Regions from separate parts of the Triticum aestivum genome. Here region 2 is linked to region 1. The links are chromatin contacts, called in public Hi-C maps. All regions are on one chromosome and are shown on one strand. The core of a region is the stretch at or near the end of the contact, and the rest is flanking DNA. Distances in the headings are between cores, read along the strand shown.

What was found. A called contact is a pair of places that touch in the nucleus more often than the background predicts.
Region 2: a Hi-C map of leaf shows a contact between it and region 1, with 9 times the contacts expected there. The contact joins the promoter of LOC123077889 here to the enhancer-like site in region 1. A contact is called at or near these places in 2 of 5 Hi-C or Micro-C datasets (both in leaf).

What each region holds. Positions count from the first base shown.
Region 1 is chr3D:136,445,652-136,448,947 of IWGSC CS RefSeq v2.1, forward strand. No RefSeq gene overlaps it. Among protein-coding and RNA genes, the nearest start is that of LOC100125714, 74 kb to the left of the region's middle. Within about 2 kb of position 1,685, at least 4 of the 8 cell types and tissues checked have an H3K27ac peak or open chromatin away from gene starts, as enhancers often do. A contact at or near this core is called in leaf, where this site is marked.
Region 2 is chr3D:136,764,731-136,768,026 of IWGSC CS RefSeq v2.1, forward strand. It overlaps LOC123077889 (cyclin-A1-2), which reads right to left and starts at 1,645. Exons shown (of 11, transcript XM_044500246.1): 1 at 1,227-1,645; 2 at 1-377. The coding sequence starts at 1,454.

The DNA of each region.
Region 1 (3,296 bases), core at 435-2,934:
CCGGACATGGCTGGAGAAGTTGGTGGCGGCGGAAAAGATTGAAGCTTGGGCGCTGGAGCTTGAGGATGGGAAACAGGAGAAGGAAGAAGGCGTGGGGAGAAAAGAGGGATCTTTATCCCCTTATATAAGCAATGAATATTAAACGCCCCCATCCTTAAAACTCGCCTGTTCCCAAGGGGTTGTGCGAATGGCGCGGTTGGATTACCCAAAACTGTGTTGATGAGGATCCCGCGATAAGCGGACACGATCTCTGTTTTTACAAGACATGTCAATAGAGGCTGTGTCTCGAAACACGAAGCGGGAGGCGAATAAACGGTTCGAAATGTTAAAGAGGCCAAACGTGACGTTTCGCCGAAAAGTTGTCAGTTGACAGACATTATTTTTGATTAAGTATCTTGCCTTCATGGCTGAGGGTTGTGGCTATTATACAGAGCCGAATATAGTTCTTTTATTCAGAAGATTGCTTTGAAGTATTCAGGAGGAGGAACCTGCCTTGCAATGCCGAAGACAACCCGCATGCCGAATATATCATCATTGAAGATCGGTTCAGGGGCTAATGAGGGAGTCTTGGATTAGGGGGTCCTCGGGCGTCCGGGCTATGTGATATGGGCTGGACTGATGGGCCGTGAAGATACTAGGCAGAAGACCTCCCCCCCTGTCCGGATAGGACTCTCCTATGCGTGGATGACAAGATTGGTGTTCGGATATGTAATTTCCTTCCTCTGTTTACCGACTCTGTACAACCCTAGGCCCATCCGTATGTATATAAACAGAGGGTTTAGTCCGTAAAGGCTATCAGAATTTACATAGGCTACCCGAGATCGGCCGGTTTTGACACCGACACCCCCCCCGTCCCGCTTCCAGCTGCGTACGCTTCAGTCGACCTAACTAGCTTGTTTCAGCTTGGGAAGGTCCTAGAAATATTTTCCAAACCGGTATTTTTTTGTTCTTTTGTCTTATTTTTCATTTCATTTTTCTTTCTTTTCACCTTTTTCCTTTTTTCTATTTTGTAAAACTTTTTTCAAATTTGTGAACATTTTTCTATTTTTTTCTCGAAATCATAAACATTTTTTTAATTAGTATTTTTCTAAAATCATAAACATTTAATAAAATTGTGATTTGTTTTTGAAAACTTTATGGTATTATGGAAATTCTGAATATTATTCATAAATTAATGAACATTTTCTTGAATCGACAAACTTTTTTGAGTCAATGATTTTTTTCTGTAAATTTGGAACAATTTACAGTAGTTCGCGAACAGGGTTTGACTTTTGCGAAACATGTTAGAAAAATCATGTGTATTTTCTGTATTTTTGAACATTTTAATAATTTAAAAACATATTTTGGATAAGTTAATATTTTTTATGAAACCATAAAAATTTCTTAATACACATTTTTTTTGTAAATTCATGAACATTTTTGAATTCACTATTTTTGTTTGACACTCATTAACTTTTTTAAATATGTGAACATTATTTTAATACATGAGCATTTTTCCTGATCACTTTTAATTTTTTTAAGAATAATGGTATTTTAGAATCTGTTCGTAATCCCAAATTATTTTAACAAAGAATAAAAAATATTAAACAGTAAATAAAAATAAGAAACAAAAAACACAGTGGGCGTCCAACCCCGCACATAGGCTGGCCCAAAGTGGCGCGCCGATGGAAGGGAGAGGGTGCGCGTTGGCTCGGTCGACCGCACGCACTGCGCTAAATAGGGGGAGCTCCTATACGGCGCTTTTAGCGCCGCTCCGCTGCTGGCGCCCACGCGCGACGCCTAGCGGGCCGGCCCAGCAACCTGCAGAAAAAACAGACGCGAAGAGAAAATTCACCCAATGGCTTACCTGGGATTCGGACTCAGGTCCAACAGCTGAAGACTTGACGCAACAGCCAATGGACCAATAATACTTTGCTGATTACAATCCGAAAACAGTTCTATTTAACAATTGTTTTAGTACAACACTGACTACATATAAATCATTTGAAAAAATAAAAACGTGAAATTGGGAAATATCATAGAGTTGCTATAAAAAATGTTCGCCTGTCTGACAAAATAGTTCAAAATTTGAAAAAGTTCATGAAATTCGAAAAAAAAGTTCACCAAATTCTGGAAAAGTTTCATGAACTTTAAAACAAGTTCATCGATTTTATAGAAAAGTTCACAAATTTGGAAAAAAAGTTCATCGAATTTAGAAAAGTTCATCAAATTTGAAAAACTGTTCACCGATTTGAAAACCTTCATCGATTTTGAACAAAGTTCATCAATTTGAAAAAGGGTTCATCAATTTTGAAAAAAAGTTCATTGATTCTCAGAAAAAGTTCTTCAAATTTGGAAAAAACTTCATCGATTCTCAAAAAAAGTTCTTTGAATTTGAAAAAACTTCATCAACTTTTAAAAAATTGAAAAAGTTTCATCAATTTTTTAAAAAAAATCATAAACCGACAAAAAGTTCATCTGATTTTGGATGAAAAGTTGACAAACTTTAAAAAAAGTTCACCACTTTTCATAAAAATTCCTTAATTTGGAAAAGGTTCATGGATTTTGGAATAAGGTCAACGTTCTTCACTGCGCGTACCAAGTGTAATCTATTTGGTTACCTAAAAAAAGTGTAGTCTATTTGGCGCTGAGGATTCGGGTGCAATCAATCCCAGCCTGCTCCCTTTTTCTTTTTCTTTTTCTTTTTCTCTATTTCTTTTAAGTGTGCGCTATTTGGTCGGTTTGTTACTGTGGACGCTCTAGGCTACAGCTCCTTCAGTCTCGTTGTAAGTGAGACATAGCTCCCGTGTGAGGCAACCGTTTGTCTCGCTATAAGCTAGATATAGACACGCCCGGTGGAGAGGCCGAAGTCCGTGTCCGATTTTCGACAAATTCAAATATATAAATTCTCGATTTGGATTCGCTCATTCCATCTTTTTGGATTGAAGGGGAGAGGCAAAAGCAAAATGCGAACTAAAACTTGAAAATCTAGCTCTCACTTGGCACAATAGACTTGTCACCTCATTTGACTGTCACAAAAGGTTGTGTGTTGTGCGTGAGAGCGTTCTCACACGATAGGACTTCATTTCTTGAATTTACTCTGGGTTCGCACACGCAAATCATGTGCGTTGACTCTTAGGTGTTAATTACTCCGACGAACTGATCCGAGGACTCAAGCCTAGCACTACTGCTATTCCGTTTCATTTTGTTCCAGGTACACTATGTCACTATGTACCTTCTGAAGAATGGAGCAGGTTGTATCACTAGTGTTCAGAAACACAACGCAGCTGAACGATTATTCAGTGAGGAGAAACACC
Region 2 (3,296 bases), core at 395-2,894, 320 kb after region 1:
ATGCGCAGGTTTTCATTTGCCCGTCGCTGTAGAGAATCGAGCAATGAGGAGTCACCGTTGTCAATGTACTCGAAATCGGGGCTCTTCATAGAATCGCAACTCGACATAGTCTCGTCAGTGGAAATCGAATCTCCTGAATGTCCAGGAGACACGAAGCTGCTGAAGGGTATAACGGCAGGCACGGCAATCGGCACCACAGTAGGCACCTTACGAGGAGGAACACTCTCCTTCTGTACGGAGCTCTCATGGCGAGATGTGACAGGAGCTGGCTTGGTGAAAGCCGATTTCACAGCCGAGCCACGATTTGCGCTTGCATTCCGAGCACTTGGCAAAGCTCCCTTCTTCACAGGTGCAGCTGAGGTAGCTGAATTCAACCTCTGCATTACAAACTAGAAAAGGTAAATAACCGATTCCAAATCTCTTGCTCTCACGCATGCATCAGTAAGCACAGTTTGAATTACAAATTGTACAAATAACAAACATGGATAATACTAGTATGATATTAGAAAATTCCAGAGTAACTTTATGCTAAACTGTTCTAGGGCAGTGTAAGATTTTAACCATAAACGCTCAGCAAGAATTCTTGCCAGAACATGAGCCAAACTCCTGAAATATGATCCGCAACAGAAAGAGCAGTACTGGTAAAGGCGCAAAATTGAGTGGACATAGCAGCCAGAAACGCACAGAAAAGAGGCATCAAAATTTGGGAAAAGTGGAAGATTAGCAATCGCAGAGTATGTCCCAGAAATGGAAAACAATACAAAGCAAAATCAATTTTAGGAAAAGTGGAAGATGAGAAATCCATGAAATGGAAAACATCACAAGCCAAAATCAACCCAGAAACATTGTAGTTTCAAGAGCACAAAACACGCTGCTGATTGGGTACAAGAGGCAATAAATCGCAGTATGTCCTCTGATACCAGAGAAACTACTAAACGTTTGACATATCGCCCCGAAGGATGGACAACACATCCAAATCTCCGCATCGAGGATTTTCCTATCCGAGGAACAGGGCAATGCACTTGATCCATCCGTAGAGCCCCATGGGCAGAAGCAACAGCAGGAGCGACTGCAACCTGCGCTCGTGCCCTCTACAGGGGTTCCAACCATAGCCATTCAAAATTCAAATTAAACCGGCCCACGATCTCAACCCCAGACGGCAACCATTTCATCCCACAACAACAAACAAACAAAAAAGGCAATCCCTCAGGGGTTCGGATCCGTACCGCATTGCCCGTCGTGACGACCGCGATCTTCCCGCAGCCGGCCCTGCCCGCGGCCGCCGCGGCGACGTTGGTGGTGAGGTTGCCGAGCGCCACGCGCTTCTTGGCCTGCTGCTGCGCGGCCGCGGGGCCCGCCGCCGCCCTGGCGCCCTCCGGCACGGCCGGGCGCTTCGCCGTCGAGGTCGACATCGCCGACGAGAAGCGGCGGGGGGCGGCGGAGTTGCTCGACATCGGGGCGCGGGCGTGAGGGCGGGGGAGGTCGCTCGCTGCCACCACACAACCACCGACCTCGCGGAGCACTCCGTGGACCTCGGGTGGGATTTGTAGGGGGGCAGCGGAGCGGGGGAGGGGAGTGGCGAGGGTTTGGTGTCCCGGCACGACAGACAGAGCCCTGGGGTTTGGGGAGGGCGACGGGGGGAGAAGAAGAGGTGGGGGGAAGGGGGTGGCTATATTAGGAAAAACACCCTGTCCTTTCAAAATAGTTTCCTGCCTGGGGGCTACTTGCCTATTTAGGCTGCCAATTAACTAATCGCTTAAAATTCAAACTGCCCTCTATACTGGACTTGACACGGACTTCTTTTTTCTTTTCGGGTGAAATAATGTATTACTCAATCACAAGGTTCATACAATCAATCACTGCAAACTCCAATGCCTCTGACATGTACCTCAGTACTAGGATTTTAAGTTTTTTTTTGTGGGGAGGATTTTAAGTTTGTTGGGCGGAGTGCCAACGGAAAAAATGTAGCCTGGATTAAACTTACACTGTAGTGGTAGTTACTTAGGGACGTGAAGTGAGATTCACTTTAGCAAGAGAAAATAGCATTACTATATTATCTAAGAAATCGTAGTACTATATAGTTTAGCTCTATTCATACAAAAATTGCACATCGGAAAATGTCGCGCGGATTAGTTCAGGCCAGATTGTGTCACAGCAGAGTTCTTCTTTTGAAACTACTAGTACTACTGTACTGCGTGAGTTAGAGAACCAAGGCCGCTGCTGCCATGCATGTGTTTATTGCCGTTACAGATTGCCCCACGGCTCTCCCATTCAAATTTCGAAATTTGAAATCTGCGTGCGGTGGGGTTGGGGTGGGGGGCTCCTTTTGTCACGGTGCAATATAGGGAAGCGCTCGATGCACAACACTCCTCCTAGTACTAGTACGTGGCATGATATCCAACGCGTCCATCCAAATCCAAAGAAGAAAGAAAAGCGCCCTTCCACATTTTCTTTATTATTTCTTCAAGCAGCGATAACTAATTACGGGATTAGTGTCTAGTGTAGTGGAGGGAAACTGGCGTGTTTGAACCTCCAACAGATCGCGTCCGTCCGTCAGGACGGCAACGGCATGCATCCTGGGGGAGCGTGCGTGCGCTCGAGGTCAGGGGGGAGCGGGTGGGCCCCGTCCGTCGGCTTTGCTTCTCCTCGCGGTTTGAACTTTGAAACGCTGATGCGCGCTGCCCTCCTCCTCACCGGCCACCAACGGGCCGCAAACCGCACGTGCCACCAGCGGGGCTCTGGACTCTGGACGGAGGGCTTTGGGTTTTAAATTTTTTCGAACCGGTAGTCCGAGTTCTGTCCTAGTAGGGCTGGAAAGCATGCAAAGATCTCGGAGTGTGCTGTGCGGGCGAAAAGCCACTGTATGGACTAGGCACTACGGTAACGTCACAGTAGGCAAGGTAGGAGTGGGGCCCGCATCTGTCTGCTGAACTACTGATGCTGCCTCCGGGCTAGCAGGTAGGTCCGTGCCATTTTTGGATCCGGAAGCTAATGCTGATGCCGTTGCTGTCAGTGACCGTTCAGTCATGCCGGCCCGTACTTAGCATTCACGGCTAAGTCAAGCGGGAGCAAACGTGGCTGCACTTCAACATGGCCGGCTCATTAGCCGCAGTGATGCTGCAAATACAGAGAAGCGATTCAAATTAGCCACATCGTGTGGTTTGACCAGCGAGCTCGATCCCGACACTTTTTATTCGCACTCACTCCCTCGGCATCTCGCGCTGCAGGTGAGAGTGAGACCAACCCTGTCGCCGTTGGTCGTGTACGGTTGCACACCGTGGAGGTGGAACCAGCCG